Regions from separate parts of the Sus scrofa genome. Here region 2 is linked to region 1. Evidence: chromatin contacts called from public Hi-C data. All regions are on one chromosome and are shown on one strand. The core of a region is the stretch at or near the end of the contact, and the rest is flanking DNA. Distances in the headings are between cores, read along the strand shown.

Region 1 (4,533 bases), core at 455-2,954:
CAATTGGCCCTGAGTCAGGGAGAGTTTTGCCAGGGCGGTCCTGGAGAAGCAGCTTCCTTAGGAAGGAGAGCAGGTGCGATTGTACAGCCAACATGGCCAGGTATGGTTGGGTAGGTTGTTTACTGCACAACAAGGCTCCATGTGATGGGGGATAAAACCCAGTGCATTTGTCTCTTTCCGAGTCATGGGACCATTCTCATTGGCTATATCTTCCCAAAGAGCTGCTTTGTACTTTTTTCTTTTCCTTTTATCTTTTTAAAAAATTTTATTTCTTTTCTCTATGGCTTCACCTGAGGCACATGGAAGTTCCCAGGCCAGGGATCAAACCCACCCCTCTGTAGTGACCTGAGCTGCTGTGGTTGGAGTCTTAACCCACTGCACCCCAGCGGGGACGCCTCTTTTTTTTTTCTTTAATAAGCATTTTATTTTGGAATAATTTCAGATTTCTAGCAAAATTGCAGGAACAGTAAGAAAATTCACAATATCCTTCACCCAGTTTCCCCTTATGTTCACAGCATTTGCATAACCGCAGTGCATTTGTCGAAACTAACACTTGGTACAATACCGATATCTAATTTCAGATTTGTTTTGGATTTTGTAACTTTTTCCACTAATTTTTTTTCTCGTTCCAGGATCTAATCCAAGATCCCACATTACACTTAGTGCATTGTTTTTGTTAGATTAACACGGAGGTTGCCCTGTAGGGTCGTGGTGGTTGGGAAAAGAATGTGGATTTGGGGGAGTAGCCAGAACGAAGTCCTTCGGTGTGGCCTGTGTGGCACCCGGGGTGGGTCATCGGGGGACACTTGGCCTCCCTGACCCCAGCTGGGTGCCGCGAAGTGCCTTCCACTGCCTCAGCTCCACCCGTGCAGAGCACAGATGTTTGTTGGCAGGTTTTAATCATTGGCTGGCCAAGTGCTGGCGCAGGTCCGTGGAGAGACTGCATTTCCCTTTCTGCAAAAGCCATTTTCAGCAACGCTGTAGCTTGTGTGTAAGCTTCTGGAAGGTTCAGCTCCAGGTGCCCCCAGGGCAGGGAGTGGGAGGGGTGCTGGGCGCCCAGCACCTGGCACTCCACACCCTTCTACTGGTTTCCCAGTTTGTCCTGCGTGAGTCTGGGGTGGGTGACTGGTGGCTCTGCCCATCCCCTCCTGCCCCTTGTCCCTGGAGCTGGAAGGGCGCTGGGCGTGGAGAGCAGTGGCGGCGAAGAGAAAGAGCAGGTGAACTTGGAGCCCGGGGCAAGGGTCCAGGGCTGCTCAGACCCTGAGTCTCCCTGAGGCCAACGGGGCGCCCTCGCCCTCCCCACCTGCTACAGAATTCAGGCTCTGTGTCCAGACTGCAGCTGGGGTGAGGGAAGAATGTGGAGGCCCCTAGCCTCGGGGTTGATTTCAGGCAGGGCTTTCCTAGTCAGCAAACTGATTTCTCAGAGCCTCTGTTTCAGCATTGTTAAGATGGGCCACAATTCCGGAGACCTGGGGGGCCTCCAGCGCGGGGCCTGGCTGGCCTGGGCGCTGCCTTCTGTTTCCCCTTCTCCATCAGCTGATCCCCACCTCCCTTTCTGCCTCATCCCCCCATCTCCCTCCACATTCAAGGGGTCCCACACTGGCCCCGCTGCTTGGCCAGGCTGTCCCCTCTGGCCGGTCCTCTCTCTGACACCAGCTTTCAAGTCCTGGCTTGAACGCCACTTCGCAAGCGCCAGCTCACCCTCTGTGTGATTCTGTGGTCCCCTCCCTGTCAGTCTTCCGTGGCCCCATCACTTCCTGCCCCGTTTTATGGACACCTGTGATGGGACTGTATCTTCCACCGGGACCTGCTGTAGTACCACTCACATCCTGGACTCATCAGCACCCAGTACAGTGCCTGGCACACCGTAGGTGCTCATTAAATGCTTATTGCTTAGAATTGAGGTGAGCTACGTCTTTGGAAGCCTCGAGTTCTCAAAGAACAGCTCTGGCCCTGCCCTTGGGAGGAAGCCTCCAGCTGAGAGGGTCCCCAGGTCTCCGGTTGGTGCTCCAGAGCAGGGATGCCCAGGGTAGGGCTCTGCCCAGCACCTGACAGCCACCCCACCCTCCGGTGGTTCTGCCAGACCGCATGCTCCGCCTTCTGCAAACGGCCGCGGGGGCAGCAGCTTGGGTAAGTTCCCCTTCCGCTTCCTCCTGCCTCCTGTCCCGCTGCTGCTGCTGCTCCTCGCTCAGGGCCCCCCTCCAGGCTCTCCACAGCCCCGGTGCCTGCAGAAGCGCTCCGCGCCCCCAGCTGTCACCACCACCGCCTCCCAGGCCTCAGACGCCATGCAGGCCATCAAGTGTGTGGTGGTGGGAGATGGGTAGGTACCTGGTGGGACTTGCTCCCAGCTCCCTCCTGGGGGAGCCCTGAGGCCCTCCCCCTCCCCACGCCCCTGGGAGGCGGCTTCCCCTGCCCTGCAGATCCAGGGTCCCTGGGAGGCAGCTGGAGGAACCACTCCCTTTTTCTCCCAGGGCCCAGAGGGAACCTCAGGACAGTGAGCTTCACCCTCGCTGCCCACCTCACCCCGGAAGCTGCCTGGGTTGAGGGTACAGGACTGAACTCGGGTGTGCCCGGGGCCCCTCACCTGCACCCCGAGACCTGGGGCAGGTCTCCCATGCACCCTCAGTCTTAACTGTGGATGCCGGCAGGGGGTGGTCCCCAGGCTGGCTTGGGCTCTAGTCACTGGCTTGCACTGCTGTGTGGCCTTGGGTGAGTCACAATGCCTCTCTGAACAGCTCTGTTGTCTGCAAAGAGGCCCTTGATGCCAGGTCACTTGGGATGTTCTGAGTGTTGGTCCTGTGCCTATACGCTCAGTCAAGAGCGCCTCTCACCCCCAGGCCTGCCTGGCTGGGGAGGGTGTGGGTGGATGTGGGGGAGGAGGTGGGGGGAGGGGTGAGAGAGGCCCCGCTGGGAAGGAGGAGAGAAGGGTGGCGGGTGAGCTGATCAATGCGGGCCAGGCTCCGCTGAGGGGGCTCCTCGGCTGTCAGATCTCAGGGACCTCAGATTGTCACATCCTCAGTGTCCTCCCCTGCACATGACAGGTTCAAAATGCCAGTCTCTCTTGCCTGCCCGCTCCGTTGTCTTAGCGTTCTGCCCAGAGGCACCTCCTGGGGTGGGTTTTCTGTAGCTCCATCCACACACATTCTGGCATGTTCTAGCTGGATGGGCCTCCCCTCCAAGCCTCCCATCCTACAGAGGGGCAGCCTGAGGCTTTGAGAGGCTCGATCGGCCTGGCCTGGGGTGGGCGGGTGTATCCGGCAGCCCTCCGCTGATGGTGATGCACCCGCTGCCGTTATCTGCCTGCCGGTGCAGCTCTGCTCACTTCTGCTTTGCATCTGATATGAGGAGGGGAGGGCGGAAGCCAAGGGCATCGTTCCAGTCGCTCAAAGTTACCTTGGCGGCAGGACGGGGGGAGGGGGTGGGGAGAAGAGGGCGGTCAGCCCCCTCGGAGCAGGAAGTGATGAAACCAAGCAGAGCAAGGGAAGAACCAGCGTTACCTGTGTCGTCCCCCCCCCCCCGTGTCCGCCCCCTCCCAGCCCAGCAGGTGGAGGACAATGACAGTTCCAATAATGGCCACCTCTACCAACTATGAAAGGCCTGGGCTTAGTCTCACCCCTCTCTTTTATCCTGCTGCCAATCCTAATATTAGGCCCATTTTACAGATGGGAAAACTGAAGCTCAAAGAAGTTAGGTACTTTGCTCAAAGCCTCAAGGGATTGGATCCCTGGTTTTTGATTCCTAAACTCCAGGCTCTTGACTGTCTGGCCCTCTGGTGGTGGGGGGGCGCAGGGGAGGGTGCACTTTGGCCGGCATTTGCTGGGCCAGGACTGTGCTCAGTTCTTTCACTGGCTTCGTCTAATTTCTCTCTGAGTCCATCCCATGGGGATGTTGGCTTCTCCCTATTTTCTGGAGGGGGAAACAGGCACAGGGAAGTTAAGTGACTTGCCTAAGATTGTGCCACTGGTGGGTGGGTGATGGAGCCGGGGATCTGAACCCCAGAGGAGAGATGGCAGAACTCGTGGGAGGTGGGGGGTGGGGGGTGGAGGTGGGGGTGCTGAGGCCTTGTCCATTTCAGCCGGCCTCCTGGGCACCTCTGGTCCTTCACCCTCGGTCCTACGTCAATGTCACCTAGGGAAAGCTGGTAAAACACAGATTCCCAGACCACCCCGCACCCAAGATCCAGAACCTCTGGGGTAGGACTCCAAAGTCTGCCCTTGAACAAACACCCCAGCTGACTCTTAGGCCTCATGGTGGGAGACGACTGATGCGGGGATTCTCAGATGGGGACATGGAGGGCTGGGCCAGGGGACCAGGCAGGAGCTGAGAAACCTCCCCAGGTCCCAGGCAGGGCACATGACCGCTGTCTTCTGGAACTTCCTGTCTTTCAGAGCCGTGGGCAAGACCTGCCTTCTCATCAGCTACACCACCAACGCCTTCCCGGGAGAGTACATCCCCACTGTGTGAGTTCTATGCGTGGGCGGGGCGCTCGGAGGATGGGGAGACACGCATCGCCAAGCCCACCCCCCCTTTCAG
Region 2 (3,997 bases), core at 701-3,200, 48 kb after region 1:
ACCCACACCACAGCTCACAGCAATACTGGATCCTTAACCCTCTCAGCGAGGCCAGGGATCGAACCCGCAACCTCATGGTTCCTAGTCAGATTCGTTTCCGCTGCCCCACGGTGGGAACTCCTAAGCTGTTCCATTTTAAGGTATTTATTTCTAGAGAGTTCCCATCGTGGCTCAGTGGTAACGAACCCAACTAGTATCGCAGGTTCAATCCCTGGCTTCGCTCAGTGGGTTAAGGATCCAGCATTGCTGTGGCTGTGGTGTAGCACAGCAGCTGCATCTCCAATTCAACCCCTAGCCTGGGAACTTCCATATGCTGTGGGTGTGGCCCTAAAAAGACCAAAAATGAATAAATGAATAAATAAAGAATAAAGTATTCATTTTTAAAAGAAGCATAAGGAAGATAACTTTTAGGTGTATGCGATGCCTACATCATTATGTGCAGCCCTTGAGAGGGACCCAGGACCCTCCCCTGTCTCTGCACCCCTTCCTTCCCTGCTCAGCAGCTGTCTGAACCTGCCCCTTGGCCCTCAGGGAAGGTCACAGAGGCTGAAGGAGGCCCATTTCCTAAAAACAAAAAATGGGGGACCCAGAAAGGCTGTTGTATCCAGGAGCCCCACAGGGCCCTGCTCAGTTAGCTGTACTCCTGTGGCCCCCAAAGGTGAGAATGTCACCACTTCCCTCTGCCCAGGGGACAGACCCCCAACTGTAACCTTTGCCCACAGCTGTGCCCAGCTGTGCCATCATGGGAACTCCAGTGGGACAGAGAACATGGAACAGGATTGTGGTGCCTCTTCCCTAACTGTGTGACCCTGGGCAGGTCACATCAGCTCCCGCCACTAGCTCCCTTACCCCCGAGGCTGGGGTTAGAAGAGTAGAAATGCTGGATATCAGTACCCTCGGGGGTCCCGAAAGCCCCTGCAAAGATGAAGGCTGGCCCGGGCAGGGAGCTCAGCAAATATAGAATGAGAGGGGGCTGGAGGGTGAGGGGCGTTTGGGACAGTCTTTGCACAGGGGTCTCTGACCCCAGGGAACCAGGGCTGCAGCCTTTGCTAAATTACCTGCAGCCTAAAGAAGCTGAGGCAGGACCTCTCCTGGGGCCCAGGGGCTTTCTGTACAGGCTGCCCTCCTGTGAACTTCTCAGGGTGGCATTTCCAAGGGAGATTGGCTCTGGAAAACCAGGAAGATGGACAATCACGGCAACATTCCAGGCAGAGGAGGAGGACATTTGTGTCCATAGGGGGTAGGGGGATTGACCTGGCTGCCACCCTCCCCAGATACCCGAGGAGGTGATACCCACACTCAGTGAACATGTATTCAGCAAACCCTCCCTGGAGACTGGTGTGGATGGGGCTGGGAGTGGAGTTTTACAGACGCCTAGGGGCTGCGGGCAGGGGAGGGACTGGCCCGTGGGGCCAGTGCCAGGATTCCAAGCTGAGGCCACTGGGTTGGTGCCCGTGCCCTCTCCGCGGGGCCTCCTGCCTCGGTGACTCAGAACTGATGAGCTCTTCAGCTAAGGCCGGAGCCCCGCAGCATCCAGCATTGGGTTTCCAGCACTGCTCCTCCTTCCTGAGCAACTTTTGGGGCTCCTGCTCTTCCCCTACCCCGGTCTCAATTTCCTCAGATTTCCCAGCTCTGCACAGCGGGGGGGGGCCTTACACCCCTTCCTGCTGGGACCTCACTGGGTCTCTGAATTCAACAAGAACCTCTTGGACTGCCGCAGGGTTAAGCAAAGGAAATCCAGGGCTCCCTTTATCTCTGCAGAACCCAGAGGCTGGAGGGGAGGGAGCAGGGAGGAGGGAGGTGGGAAAAGCCAGCTCAGCCCGCTCCCTCCGCCCGCCCGCCCACCCGCCCTGCCTCCCTCCGCTCTGCCTCCCTCCCTCCTCGGCCAGCCAGCCAGCCAGCCGGCCGGCCCTGGGGGTCTGCGCCAGCAACAAGTTATTATCGCAGACATGGACCAAGGAACCAGAGGCCGCCCAGAAGCCCGCGGTCCATGAGCTGCAGTTCAAGGCTGCAGGACACTGGGTGAGTGATGGGAGGGCCTGCGCTTCCTCCAGCAGGGCCGAGGGGTTTGGGGTCAGAGCCTGGAATTCCTCTCTTTTCTCCTCTCTTCCTGGACACACATCCTTAGCGGCACTGCTTTCTCTCTCTGACCCCTGCCAGCCCCTGCTAGGCTCTCCCCACCCCATTCCCTCCTGTGACCGGAGACAGGGCTGCCCTCTGCGGTACCCGGCTTGTGCCCACCGCAGCCTGGACATGCACCCACTCAGCTCAGCAAGACTGCAAAGAGGGAGACCCCCAAATCCTCCCCCCCGGCCCCCGCCACCTTGGCATGGTCCCATCACACTTGATCCCAGCCTGCCAGCATCCCGGGACCCGGACTGGAGGACTGGACCGGAGCCAATCAATGACTGATTGTGGTTATTGCTACTTTTGTTAAAGGCTACTTTGCTTCCTGCTTCCTGCCTCTCCCCCTTCCCCCACCCCAGGTCACAGTTCTGTGTCACAGATCTTTTGAGTCCCCAGCTGGCTGGGCCAACAAAAATGTCCCCAAACCATGCCAGTCCTGTGGGAGAAATTCCCCTCTTCCTGTCCCATGTCCCTGGGAAGAGGTCATGGTGGGCAGTGGAGAAAGGAACTGACTTTTTACTAAGATTCTTTTACAAGCCAGGCACTTTCCCCGCAGTTAAATCCTCCCAAACAACCTGGTTGGGAGAGAAAGTTGTTTCCTCCTTGTAAATGTCATGGAGCAGGAAGCTCAGAGAGGTTAAGCCACTAGCCCTAGGTCACACAGCTTGTAAACTCTTCTGGGGATCTCAGATCTGACTCTCAAGGCTTACCTTTTCCTATGAGTTCATGTCTATGGCCAGAAAAAAAAAAAAAAAAAAAAGAGGGGATTTTGCGCTTCTCAAAACCGTTTGGGGACTTCCCATCATGGCTCAGCGGAAATGAATCTGACACGTATCCTTGAGGACCCAGGTTCGATCCCTGGTCTTGCTCCGCGGGTTAAGGATCTGGCATGGCCGTGAGCTGGGGTGTAGGTCACAGATGAGTCTCGGATCTGGCGTTCCTGTGGCTGTGGTATAGGCTAGTGGCTACAGCTCTGATTCGACCCCTGGTCTGGGAAGCTCCACGTGCTCGGCCATGGGTGCTAAAACAAACAAACAAACAAAGCATCACACAAACCATTGGGATGTGTAATTTACAAATAAAAGATAAGGGCGATCATCTCCAGCAGGATTGGACCTGGCTTGTGGAGCAGAATCAGAAAGCCAGATGGGGGTGGGGTAGCAGAGGCAGGGGCAGAGGGGAGCTTGGGAAGTGTCACCTCCAGGAGAGGGGTGGTGGCTCCGGAGACTCCCTACCCACCCACCCCTCCCCATCTTGCCACTTCCCAGCCCCAGGGAGGGGGGAGGGGGGTGTTGAGGGGAGGGCTCCTGCCCCTTTAAAACCCAGCTCTTACTACAGTGCTCAGGTTAGGATAGAATGGTATTTAAAAAAAAAAAAATCTTCATTTTACCTTCTCTACACATATTAACCACAAAAAAATATTTTTGAATTGTACTAAATGTTAAAGGAGAACAGAAAGGAAATAAACAAAGAAAAATGCCAGAAGTGTAAAAACCAGTCTGGTTTCAAAAGCTGAGTTTCTGATCCTGCGATAACTAGGTGCCAGCCCTCAAAGACTGCCACCACCTCAAAGGCTCTCTGCCCCGCTTCCTGCCCACCCAGCCCTGGCCTGCCTCCAGTTGCTGCTGTCCAGGCTACTTCCTGTCCCCCTCCTGGAACTCTGAATCCCTTCTTTGCCAGGGCCAAAGACGGATCCTCACAAACTCTTGGACTTTCCCATACCTTTTGGATTTTCCAGACCTCCTGGGTCCTGCCCCTTAGTTTCAATTGACCACCTTGGCAGCTGATTGGCAGGTCTATGATGATTGACACAAGCATCTTCCAATGAATTCTCTCCTGCCCCTTCCCTGCCGGGCATCTTGGGTGAGGT

The links. A called contact is a pair of places that touch in the nucleus more often than the background predicts.
Region 2: a contact with region 1 is called in a Hi-C map of liver, with 6 times the contacts expected there. The contact joins the promoter of C1QTNF6 here to the promoter of RAC2 in region 1. A contact is called at or near these places in 2 of 5 promoter capture datasets (both in liver), 19 of 47 Hi-C or Micro-C datasets (alveolar macrophages, blood, embryonic fibroblasts and 8 more) and 2 of 2 datasets of contacts at active chromatin or transcription factors (alveolar macrophages and skeletal muscle).

What each region holds. Positions count from the first base shown.
Region 1 is chr5:10,552,282-10,556,814 of Sscrofa11.1, forward strand. It overlaps RAC2 (ras-related C3 botulinum toxin substrate 2), which reads left to right and starts at 1,705. Exons shown (of 7, transcript XM_013997536.2): 1 at 1,705-2,130; 2 at 4,389-4,460. The coding sequence starts at 2,021.
Region 2 is chr5:10,599,919-10,603,915 of Sscrofa11.1, forward strand. C1QTNF6 (C1q and TNF related 6) reads left to right here and starts at 1,951. Exons shown (of 3, transcript NM_001142830.1): 1 at 1,951-2,022.